Regions from separate parts of the Mus musculus genome. Here region 2 is linked to region 1. The links are chromatin contacts, called in public HiChIP or PLAC-seq maps. All regions are on one chromosome and are shown on one strand. The core of a region is the stretch at or near the end of the contact, and the rest is flanking DNA. Distances in the headings are between cores, read along the strand shown.

The links. HiChIP or PLAC-seq counts read pairs in DNA pulled down with a chosen protein or histone mark.
Region 2: a FOXA1 HiChIP or PLAC-seq map of pancreatic cancer cells shows a contact between it and region 1. The contact joins the promoter of Ly96 here to the enhancer-like site in region 1. A contact is called at or near these places in 1 of 39 promoter capture datasets (hippocampal neurons), 2 of 115 datasets of contacts at active chromatin or transcription factors (bone marrow-derived dendritic cells and pancreatic cancer cells) and 1 of 9 other capture datasets (liver).

Annotation. Positions count from the first base shown.
Region 1 is chr1:16,225,481-16,230,925 of GRCm38.p6, forward strand. Stau2 (staufen double-stranded RNA binding protein 2) reads right to left here. Exons shown (of 14, transcript NM_025303.3): 14 at 3,330-4,386. The coding sequence ends at 4,293. Among named protein-coding and RNA genes, the nearest start is that of Gm7568, 25 kb to the right of the region's middle. Within about 2 kb of position 2,996, at least 179 of the 459 cell types and tissues checked have an H3K27ac peak or open chromatin away from gene starts, as enhancers often do. A contact at or near this core is called in hippocampal neurons, liver and pancreatic cancer cells, where this site is marked.
Region 2 is chr1:16,684,310-16,689,955 of GRCm38.p6, forward strand. It overlaps Ly96 (lymphocyte antigen 96), which reads left to right and starts at 4,147. Exons shown (of 5, transcript NM_016923.2): 1 at 4,147-4,310. The coding sequence starts at 4,199.

The DNA of each region.
Region 1 (5,445 bases), core at 1,746-4,245:
GTCAAAAGAGAAAGATGGCGTTTCTTCCAGTGTCTGTGCACTAGGATTCTGTTTCTGGCCATGTTTTCCCATGAGTGCATACAGGAAGCAGGCGGTGGTTTAGGGAGACAGCAGGGGGAACTGAGAGAGATGATGAGCTTCCTAGTTTCCACCTAACCTACTACTTCCTGGCTCCAGTTGGCATCTGGATTTCTGCCCTTGGGTTCTGTGAAACACCCTCTGGCTTTGTACCAAATCTCCCATTGCTGGTTTTACTTGCCTGTCCTAACTATAGTGGGAAGAATCCTTTCAAGTGTTTGATCAAAATTTCATAACCATCTGAGACAGAATTTCAGTGACTATGGGAGAGAAGTTTAGAGCTACAGTGTTCTGGTGGTGGTGGTGGTGGTGGTGTGTCATCATGTTATGCATGTGGGAATGAGATACAGGAGGTTCATTCAATGTCTAAACTAGGTTCCTAGAGTCGGTCAATAAACTGTTGTTCTTCTAATATCCATTAGTGGGCTAAAATGCTCTGTTTACTTTTTATATGTGTGTACATTTATGTTTGGTTATTTATTGCTTTCAAATGTATTTATTCGTGGTGCGAATGTGTACACACATCTGTCAGAGCATGACTAGAGATCAGAGGACAGCTTTCAGGAGTCAGTTCTCTCCTTCTACCTGGTGGTTCTGAGGATTGAACTTGGGACACCAGGCTTGGTAGCAGGTGCCTTTACCTCCTAGGTTGTCAACTCAGGCCCCATGTGCACATCCTCAGCAACTCTGCATGCTCCTTCCTACATCTTCTCATTCTCAGGTTTTAGATGGAAAGCTGAAGGCTGAAGATGTTAAATGACTTCAATAAGGTTACAAGTTAAGATAACTAGTTTATTCTCTCAGGCAAGATGCTGTATCCAAGCAGGCACGACTTCTCTGTCCAGGTCACCGCTCACAGAATCAGAGAGGAATCTTCTTGAGGCAGATGTTTCCATTATTCTTCCAGTCAACATTTTCCAAGTGCTTGATATATTAAATATCCAACTTTCTACACTGAGTACTTACTGGATTAAATATTGTTTCAGGCAGAAGACAATGTCCATTGAAGGTTAAAGAGTGTTCACTCTAGTAAATGTGCATGGGGGAGAAATGGAAGACATTTATGTGAAATAAGGTGCATGTCTAGAGATATAGGTGTGGTGGCATAAGCCTATAATTCTGCATGAACAAGGCTCAAGGAAGAGGCTCATGAGCTCAGGGCCAACCTAGAAAATAAAGATACAGAGCAAGCTCTGGGCAGTTATTGTCCTCACTCACATCATCAGGATTTACACACCAGTACATAGGTCTGGACACATTCCCAAAGCCACCAAGGCATTCTGGGAGACTCTGGATAATAAGCTAAGCTTCCCACCCCCACACCCCTCTGTGTGTGATGTGTCCATGTGGGTATTTGCACATGGAGGCCAGAGGTTGCTGTGCCATCTCCAATTGCTTCCTGCTTTATTTGTTTGAGACAAAGTCTCTCACAGAACCTGGGAACTCAGTAATTTAGCTAGACTGTCCTGCTGAGAGTTTTCTTCTGCCTGTCTCTGCCTCCTGTGTGTGTGTGTGTGTGTGTGTGTGTGTGTGTGTGTGTGTGTATGTGTGAGTGTGTGTTTGTCAGAAGCATGCCACTCCACCCAACTTTTCCATGGGTGCTGGTGATCAGAACTTAGATCTTCACTAGGCCCAAAGTTAAAATGTTCAGATATCTCACTTTCACTCTATGGTGTACAACATTGGTTGAAACTTCGGGGAGGGGGGTGTAGAAAGGATCATAACTGAGAATATGTTCTGGGGAGAAGGATGCCAGACAGTTTCTTAGAAGGGTCACCCCAGAAAAGGGGAGGAACTTCTGTCATGGCCTGATGGGTGGTGTCTCACCACTGATCTTTGGCAAGTAGTAGTGGAAAAGATAGTCAGAGTTCCAGAATGCACTATTATATTTCCAATTAAAATGTGAAAACAAACCTTTTTCATGAAGCACATTGGCCTCAGCCCTAGGAAGTGACTACAAAGGTCTGTGATGATTGAGACAAGCTGAAAGCAGACACTGTAATTGATAGAGAAGATAAGTCAATCTGTGTCCTTTAAAGAATAATGAGTTCCATTTTTCATCAAAAAGATCTCCTTGTGCTGAAGAAACATCCTTTCAATAAATCTGCTTAATGGTTTCCCCTCTAATGATATATAACGTTGGGCTGTGCGGAGCCGCTGCAGAGGGCCTTGCCAGGGATGTAGGCCACCCATCATTTGCATTGGTAATTCAACAGGAAAAAAAAGAGGAAAAAAAAAAAAAAAAAGACAGAGCAAGCAGAAGCTGCACAGAAGCATCCCTGCTCCAGGAACTACACCAGTGCCTTTCTGGGCAGGTCTAGAAGTAGAGGTGCAGGATATTGGATGAGGGACCAATATTTATGCAAATGTCCAGTCTCCAGACATCTCTGCTGCTCTGGGGGTTTTGAAATGATTCAGCTGGCCAGACAGCCCTGGTTAAATGCTTCGGATACCTGAGTGGTGAGAACTGAGGACTTTTGTGTCCCTTGAGCTTGCCACCTTCCCACAGACCTGCCCAGCTCACTGTTGTTGTAGAAGATTGCGGTGTTTACTGTGCATGACTTCAGAGGCCCTGAAGGAAGTGGGCTTTCACCTCACCCAGGTGCTGAAGCCTCAGGCGGCCAAGTCCTTGCTGATCAAGGGCCCACATCCTGCCAAGGGAATGAGTTAGGAGCCCCTGTGTCCTTGATTACACAGCAGGACTGTGCCCAAACACCCCTGAGAACCCCAACTCTACAAATGTGTTGTTCTTTTCACTGGGACCCAGCCTTATGTAACCAAGCTTACTTCCTCCAAGGGCACCAAGCCCTCCCAATACCGCCGGACTTCCCCACATGGGAGTCATTAACCCCGGAGTTATTTCCTTATGGCGCTGTTTGTTTATTCTCCAGTCGCGCGTGTGAGTCAGCCAGATCGAGATGTGTAGTGGTTTTGCTTGTGAAATCTTACATAATTCTATTCCTATTGTCAGGTTGGGCCGAGTAGTTAGACCTTACAGTATTTTCTCATTTCGCAATGTTTGCAAATCAATAAGGAGAAAGCCTGAACAATGAGGTGACAAGCTGGCCAGACCAGGCCCTCCTTAGGCCCCAGTCGCCCAGGAGGCCACCTGCAGTTTCATAGATACAGTCACTTTTAATTCCATGACTGGGTAGGACAGTGAGGCTGGGTGGTGACCTTCCCCACAGATTTCACAACGCTGACATTTTAAAAGGCGGGAGGAAGGGACTGAAGGAACAACTCATACAGAAACGGAACAAATCTTTACTGCATTTGCCCCACACTGGATTCCAACATGCTGGTCCAGAGCGTGATTGGCTAGAAGCTTCTCCAACAGGCATTCCATTCCCCACCATGTACAGTATTTATTTTGATCCTACTCACTGTTCCGAGTCCAGAGGCAGTTACTAGAGACACTCGATGTGAACAGTGAGTGGCTACAACACACAGATGGGGGTGGGCACAATTTCCACGACAGCGTAGACTCCTGGAGCGATGGGCAGAGGCAAGACGCCCCCTCGATGGCTGATGGCATCCTATAGAACAAAACCCATAACTGCTCGGTTTTGTTTCATTTTGTCTTTTTAAAAGTTCCGAAATATATGGAAACTACTTGTTCCTAGTATTATTTATATTTAAATCAGTTATCAGACCTGATTTAAAACAGTTGTTTGCATACATCTTTGTGCTATGCACCTTAAAATAATTTGGTTGTATGTGCAAGATGAAGGTCACAAATATCTGCATAAAAAGAGAAACTGAGACTATATGAGGACAAGCATCACATTCCACAGCACATCAGTGGTTAATTTCTGAATTGTCAAGCATTGTTTCAAACAAGAGAGAGTAGAACAACACACTTGCCACGACAAAGCAATTGCAAGGACAGAACCAAGCCATTTTAAAACTGTAGCCTTGTTTCTAACACTTTTCATTAATTGTTATTTTTAAGCTCCAGTAGTAGGATCAGATTTCTGCTGCCTCTGGGCAAGTGAGTTATGATCTGATCTCAAGTTCCAAGGGAAATGCTCAAAGTTTTATTTTCCCCCAGTTGAATAAACAGTACCAAGTACATTATCTCCTGTGTTAGAATAGTGTTGTCTTCACATAAGACTCATAATGCTATTAGTCATTCGTTTCCTAGAACACAGACACCCTCGTGCGTGCTGACAGGTTTATACGGACGCAGTGGCAGCCGTGGGTTCTGGGAGCTGCTAGATGGCCGACTTTGATTTCTTGCAGTCCTGAGAGATGGAGGCCGGCTTCGCCTGGTTATTGTCTGCTTTCTCCCGCAGATGCTTGGCTTGTCTGAAAGATTAATACATTAACAAGAGCTGAGGTCTGGGCTGTGCATCTTCAGACATGTTTATTAGCAGACGGCACACAGGATTCAAAGGTCACCACAAAAGTGACATTTTAAAGTGAAACAACAATATTTATGCTCAGATAGTCTGCTGATGAGATCATGTGGAAATGGTTTTGATTAAATTAGCTTATAAATGGTTGCCAATCTATAGACAACCTAAAATGCCATGCCTGTTTACCAAACGCTTCTCATGCTCTTCTTACCTTTTAATATAAATGACCAAATGTGTTTTGTTTTGCCCTTTTTTTTTGGTATGTTCATTTAACTGCAGAATCAACACATCTGCTTTTTCCTTCTCAGGCTCTATGTTTTAATTTTAATTCTGATGGTATCTTCTATGTGTGCTCTGAGATTACACCAGCCATTATTATTGCTTTGAAAACATTAGACTCTATACTGTAAATATAACTGGCTTTCTACTTTGCTAGTATGCATTAGGTCTCTAAGGAAGCCTGAAACTCAGTCCCTTTCTTAGCAACTTATGGTCAACTCTCCCAAAACCCTGGGAGTGAGCGTTCAGGAGTAATGATTACATTTGCATTGTTGCAGAGTCCCTAGCACTCCTGTTTCTGAGGCAGAATGTGCTAATGTCCCCCCCCCCCCCCACACACACAAAAAAAAAAAACAATGTAGAAAAGAAGAAGAAGAAGAAGAAGAAGAAGAAGAAGAAGAAGAAGAAGAAGAAGAAGAAGAAGAAGAAGAAGAAGAAGAAGAAGGAGACTGCTTCCAAGCCCACTCCGCACTCCCAGTTGCACTGTAAAATGTGAGTGCAATTTTTTTTTCTCAAAAACTGAGTTGGTGAGAGAATGCTTGGCAGTGTGCAGTGAGGACAGTCCCCTGTCAGCTCTGAGCTGTCTACAGTCCACAAGACTGTCCCTCAATGGCCAACTCACAGCTTAGAACATCCATTCTAGAAAAGTTGATTATGACTGTATATATGCTTTTCATTCATCTGTATGTAACTGAGGTATGAAGAATTTTGGAAAATTTAGATGTTACTC
Region 2 (5,646 bases), core at 2,897-5,396, 460 kb after region 1:
TCTGAAAGCACACACAAGCCCTTTTTCTACCACCCCCTCACCTTGGTGCCATCCCTGGCCTCAGTTTTTGGGGCCAGTGAACTCAACACTAGAGCAGTTTCCCTTAATATTTAATCTGGCTTGAATTGACTCATTTTACCAGTGGAGAAATAGTTTATCAATGTCCCATGCAAGAGCAGTAATCTCTTGTAATCACAGAGCCATCTCCTCAGTTCCTAGTAGTTATATTTTTAGAGTATATAATTTTTTATGTGTAGTTTTTGAAACAATATAATTACATTTTTACCCTTTCTCTCTTCTCCGGCCAATCCTTGCCATGTGCTCTTCCTGTTCTCTTTCAAGTTCATAGCCACTTTTTTCATTGATTGCTATCACATGCATATATGTACATGCATATATATGTATATTCCTAAGTATAACTTATTTCTGGTTGTGTGTGTCTCCAGGTCTGGCCATTTGGTATTAGATAACCAGCTGGCATATTTGCCCCTGTTCCTCCTCCTTCCAGCATTCCTTAGTTGCCTGTAGTTCTTTGTCTAGGGTTGAGGCCTCGTCTATTACTGTCATTGTTCACTTCATGTTTAGGCAGTCATGCTGGTAAGACTTTATGAGTGTAGCTTTCTCCATTACTAGGATACAAAGTCTCACAGCAAACACTCTGAGTCTCTGGCTCTTAGTCTTTCCACCTTCTTTTCTGAAGTTTTTCTTGATCCTTAGGTCAGGGAGTGTTTTGTTCATGTGTCCATGGACTGAGCCCCCACAAGTCTGCATTTTAATTGGTTGTGGTTTTCTATAGTGGTCTCCATGTGTTACAAAGAGAAATTTCCTTAATGGAGGGAGGGAGAATACGGCACTTATCTACGGATATAATGGCAAATACTTAAAATGTAGTCAGGGATTTTGCTGCTTTATTAAAATGGTGGTTATAGTTTCTCCTCCAAGACCTCTCCTAACTTGTTAGGACTCTGGTGAGCATGGCAAGCATGGCTCCCTCTGCCTTGCTAAAACATCATCATCATCACATCACATCATCATTACATCATCATCACATTATCATCACATCACACCATCATCACATCATCAACAACAACAACAGATTACATTCCTTAAGCTAGCCACCAAGGTCTATTCCCTTATTTGGCCACTTCCTCCTCTTGAGGCTGACTACCAAGGTCCAGCTATCAAAGCATTGAAGTTTAGCAATCAAAAGCCCCCTTTGGCTCACATAATTTATAACATGCCCAATTAACATTAAACATCTCATCCTAACACAGTTTTCCCCTTAAACCTTTATGAACTGCCATTTTTTTTTTTTAATGTGCCACATCTGACTCCTCTATCCAGAGGCAGTCATTTGTCCTCTGAGACAAATACCCTCCTTTCACTCCCTCGTTCCCTTCCCCTTCTCCCTCATCCTCCATCGTCTGTGGTCTTTGTCTCTTATTTCCTGCCCTCTGTTTATCTGGGGCCAATAAATCTCTTTTGTGTTGAGAACTTGGTCTGAGCTGATACCTTTTCCTTTCTTCTTCTTCTTCTTCTTCTTCTTCTTCTTCTTCTTCTTCTTCTTCTTCTTCTTCTTCTTCTTCTTCTTCTTCTTCTTCTTCTTCTTCTTTTTTTTGGTTTTTCGAGACAGGGTTTCTCTATAGCCCTGGCTGTCCTGGAACTCACTTTGTAGACCAGGCTGTCCTCGAACTCAGAAATCCACCTGCCTCTGCCTCTGCCTCCCGAGTGCTGGGATTAAAGGCATGTGCCACCACGCCTGGCTACCTTTTCCTTTCGATAATGTATTTGTGTTTTTATTATCCATTCATCCTGCCTCCGAAGTACTGAGATTAAAGTCATGTGCTACACCCGGCTGCTTCTCTCATTTTACAGTTTTTTTTTTTTTGGTCTTTTTGAGACAGGGTTTCTCTCTGTATAGCCCTGGCTGTCCTGGAACTCAGAAATCCACCTGCCTCTGCCTCCCGAGTGCTGGGATTAAAGGCGTGCGCCACCACGCCTGGCCATTTTACAGTTTCAAGAGATGGAATTCAGATCCTCCCGGCTAGGCAGCTGGGGCTTCTGCCTACCTTCTAGTTCATGTCATGTCAGTCCAAGGTCTTCATCTTCTTCAAAGCATACGGAAAGTGGTATGTTGTGTCAAACTCAAGCACTCAAGAGGCAGAATTGGGTGGATCTCTGTGAGTTCAAAGCCAACCTCATCTATATGGTGAGTTCTGGGCCAGCCAGAGCTATTCAGTGAGACCTTGCCTCAGAAAACAAACTAGAACAGAAAAGGGCCTGGCCTTGTGAGATGGCTGACTGAGTAAACAATGCTTGTTGCCAAGCCTGATGACTTGAATACAATACCTGCAGCTCATGTGGTAGAAAGGAACCAGCTCTTACAAGTTGTTCTCTGACTTCCACACATGCGCCCCTCATCCTCAAGTATTAAAAGAACCAGTTAAAATAGAAAAATGCAGTTGTGTTTAAATCCTTTTACTGACACAACATTTTTTTTCTTCTGTCTTTAGTTAGGCAGGTAAGCCCAGGGAATTTTAGTAACTTGGGGCTCTGTTTGGATCAGGTTATATATACTCTCCCACCCCCGGCTTTTCTAATAACAGCTGGCAGCCTAGTCCTTTTACCTGTCTATACTGTGCATAATACCCCTACCCAAATAATGCACCTAGCAATCTGGAACATCCACCTGGGTGGGGCTATCATATCTCTTCTCTGAACAATGGGATAGGTATGTCTCCCCTGACAACCATCAGACTTAGACACTTTCTATTCTCATGTGTTCCAACATTTACAGTACGAAGAGTGGACAATCCCAACTGGCCTGATCTGGATTTGGGTATGTGCTCAATATGGTAAACCATCCTATAAGGAAGAATCTATTTACCATATTATGCTAATGCATATTTGGGTGTGTATATAATTATACATTATATAATTATTATTTGGGTCCATTATGGAAATGGGCATATATAGTAGGAAAAATATTAAATGACATAATCTATTGATCAAAATAAAGAACCATCAAAACTATGCCCCTTGATTCAAGTGCCTCCTTCCTTTAGGCTTGATGAAAAGAGGCCCCTCACAGTCACCCAGTGGCCGGGAGTATCCTCAGGTGACCCATTGCTCTCACAGTATGCTCTGATCTTTCTATTGTTTTGCTTTAAATACAATTGCCTTGCTACCTTAACAGTTCTTAGTGAGCAGTTGAGTGTCACCACTAGAACCGGATTGTAGGCCACAGCTGTAAGCCTTCTTGGCTGCTAACCCTAAAGTAAGAGTCTGTAAAAGCCGTGCAGCTGAAGGAAGCACACTTTTCTAAAGTAGTCTTTGAATGAAATACACGCCAGAACAAAACAGCTTTTTCTTTCTTTTTTTTTTTTTTTTTTTAATTACTGGAACTCACACTTTTACCTCAAGATGCTACTCTGTGGAAGAGCTCTAGAGTCCAGCACCAACCCCACCCCCAACTCAACACTATTGCCTCAAGTTCAACCTTCCTTTTGAGTGCATTCTCAAAACTGGTGAGGTCCCAGCTGGGAATTGCTACTGACCCCGTGTAGGGGTCATCTTGCCTGTCTGTTTTGTGGCTGAACCTGTTTGTACTTGAGTAGAAATTGAGAGGGGGTAGGGGAGAGAAATCAGCTTAGATAGCTAGATGCAGCTTTCTAGGTCAGGAGAAACCGTTGTATGAGGAGGAGTGTGTGGGAGGGAGTGGCCAGCACACAGAAAAGTAGTATACCGGTGGACTTTCTTTCTTGAGACAGGATCTCACCTTATAGCTCTGGCTGTCCTGGAACTCACTATCTGGAGAAGGCTAACCTGGAACTCACAGAGATCCGCCTGTCAAGTACTGGGTGTGTGTACTACGGCTAGTGGACTTCCTTTTAAGTAAGGGTTTCCTGTAAGGCAGCTAATTGTCTCCCTGAAAATGTGCTGTTTTAAAGTGCTGGATACTTTAGTTTACACTGAGTATTAAGAAACAGTATATTCTAAGTCATTTTTTTCTTCTCTTGCCTTACAGGAAGTGCTCAGATATGAAAACAAATGCACAGTCACACATGCAAATAAAAAGAGGAAGCAGTTGGATGGGAGCTTCCAAATCACATGACTGCTGACTAAGTTAAATCTGTCCTCCTTACTGTCGAGTCCGATGGTCTTCCTGGCGAGTTTAAAGTATCGGAGATATTAAATCATGTTGCCATTTATTCTCTTTTCGACGCTGCTTTCTCCCATATTGACTGAATCTGAGAAGCAACAGTGGTTCTGCAACTCCTCCGATGCAATTATTTCCTACAGTTATTGTGGTAAGTGGCCCGGCAACAAAGAGCTGCGGCGCCAACTATTTCGAGAGAAAGTTTCCACTGAACCTGAAGCTGGAGGGCTGGCAGGAACGCTGCTCCAGCAGTGAGCCCGCTGCGGTGTGGGGTGGGGGTGGAGCAATGCCGACCACTTCCGGGTGCGGATCATCCTTTCCCTCTCCCAACCCCCCCCCCCCCCCCCGCGTTTCCCCAGGACCTCTGAATTGCTTTTTACCTCTGTTGCTGTCTTGTGGTTAAGCTCTCTCCACTCGGAGCTCGGTTTCAGGTTCTTCTTAGTTCTAGTTTGCTTCTGAGTACCAGCCCCGACACAAACTGGTTCCTCTTGAGGAGGCTAACCCACAGTGCTTCCTGGTGGGGTTGTAGCTCCAGCCTGTGGTCCTAGAGTGCTCTTGGAAGCATCCTTCTTCCTCCCCAACTGTGTGACCTTGAGCAAAATACTTAGACATTCTCAGCCTCACTTTTTTTTTAATTTGCAAAATGAAAGTTATTTTAGAATTCACTGTATGAGTCACTTGACAAATAATGATTTTATTTGATTTCGAATAGTGATTTTTAGATTTATGCAGTAATTATTACTCTATTGAAATCTGTTTTGAGACAGGGTCTTTCTATATAGCTGTAACTACCTGGAATTCACTATATAGGACAGGCTGGGTTGGAAATCATAGAGATCTGCCTGCCTCTACCTCCTGGAATTAAAGGCATACGTTGCCACGCCCAGCTTATTTTATTATTTTTTTCAAAGTATCACTATATAACATTGGCTGGCCGGGAACTCATAGAGATTGATACATATGCCTCTGCCTTTTGAGTTATTTGCTTATTTTTTTGAGACAGTGCCTTATTCTGTAGTACAGGCTGCCTAGAACTGACTATATAGCTTATGCTAGCCTCAAACTCATGCTCCCCGTTGCCTCGACCTCTCCAGTGCTAGAGTTGCAGATATTTTTCAGCTGAGCTAAACTCTGGTGCCATTGGATCATAGTTAACGCTATGGCCACATTACAACTTGTCATTAACAAATGCCTGGGACCAGAAAACCTAGTACAGGGCTTGAGAGCTGTTTCAATCTGTTTCCTCTTTCTGCTGCTCGCTCCGTTAGTTGTCCATTTTCTGCCCCTTCTAGGAATGTCTTCGTGGCTGGAAGGTGGTGCCTTCCAAAATGACAGTTCTAGGAAAAGCAAGATCATAGCCTAGTTGTCTGAAAGTGGAGCAGGGAATTTATAAATGTACTTTGAGAACTCCTGCATTGCAAATTGGTTATTTTGGGGGACTGGCTTGTCCCCAAACACTCTGACTGGGACTAATAACTAATCATCTC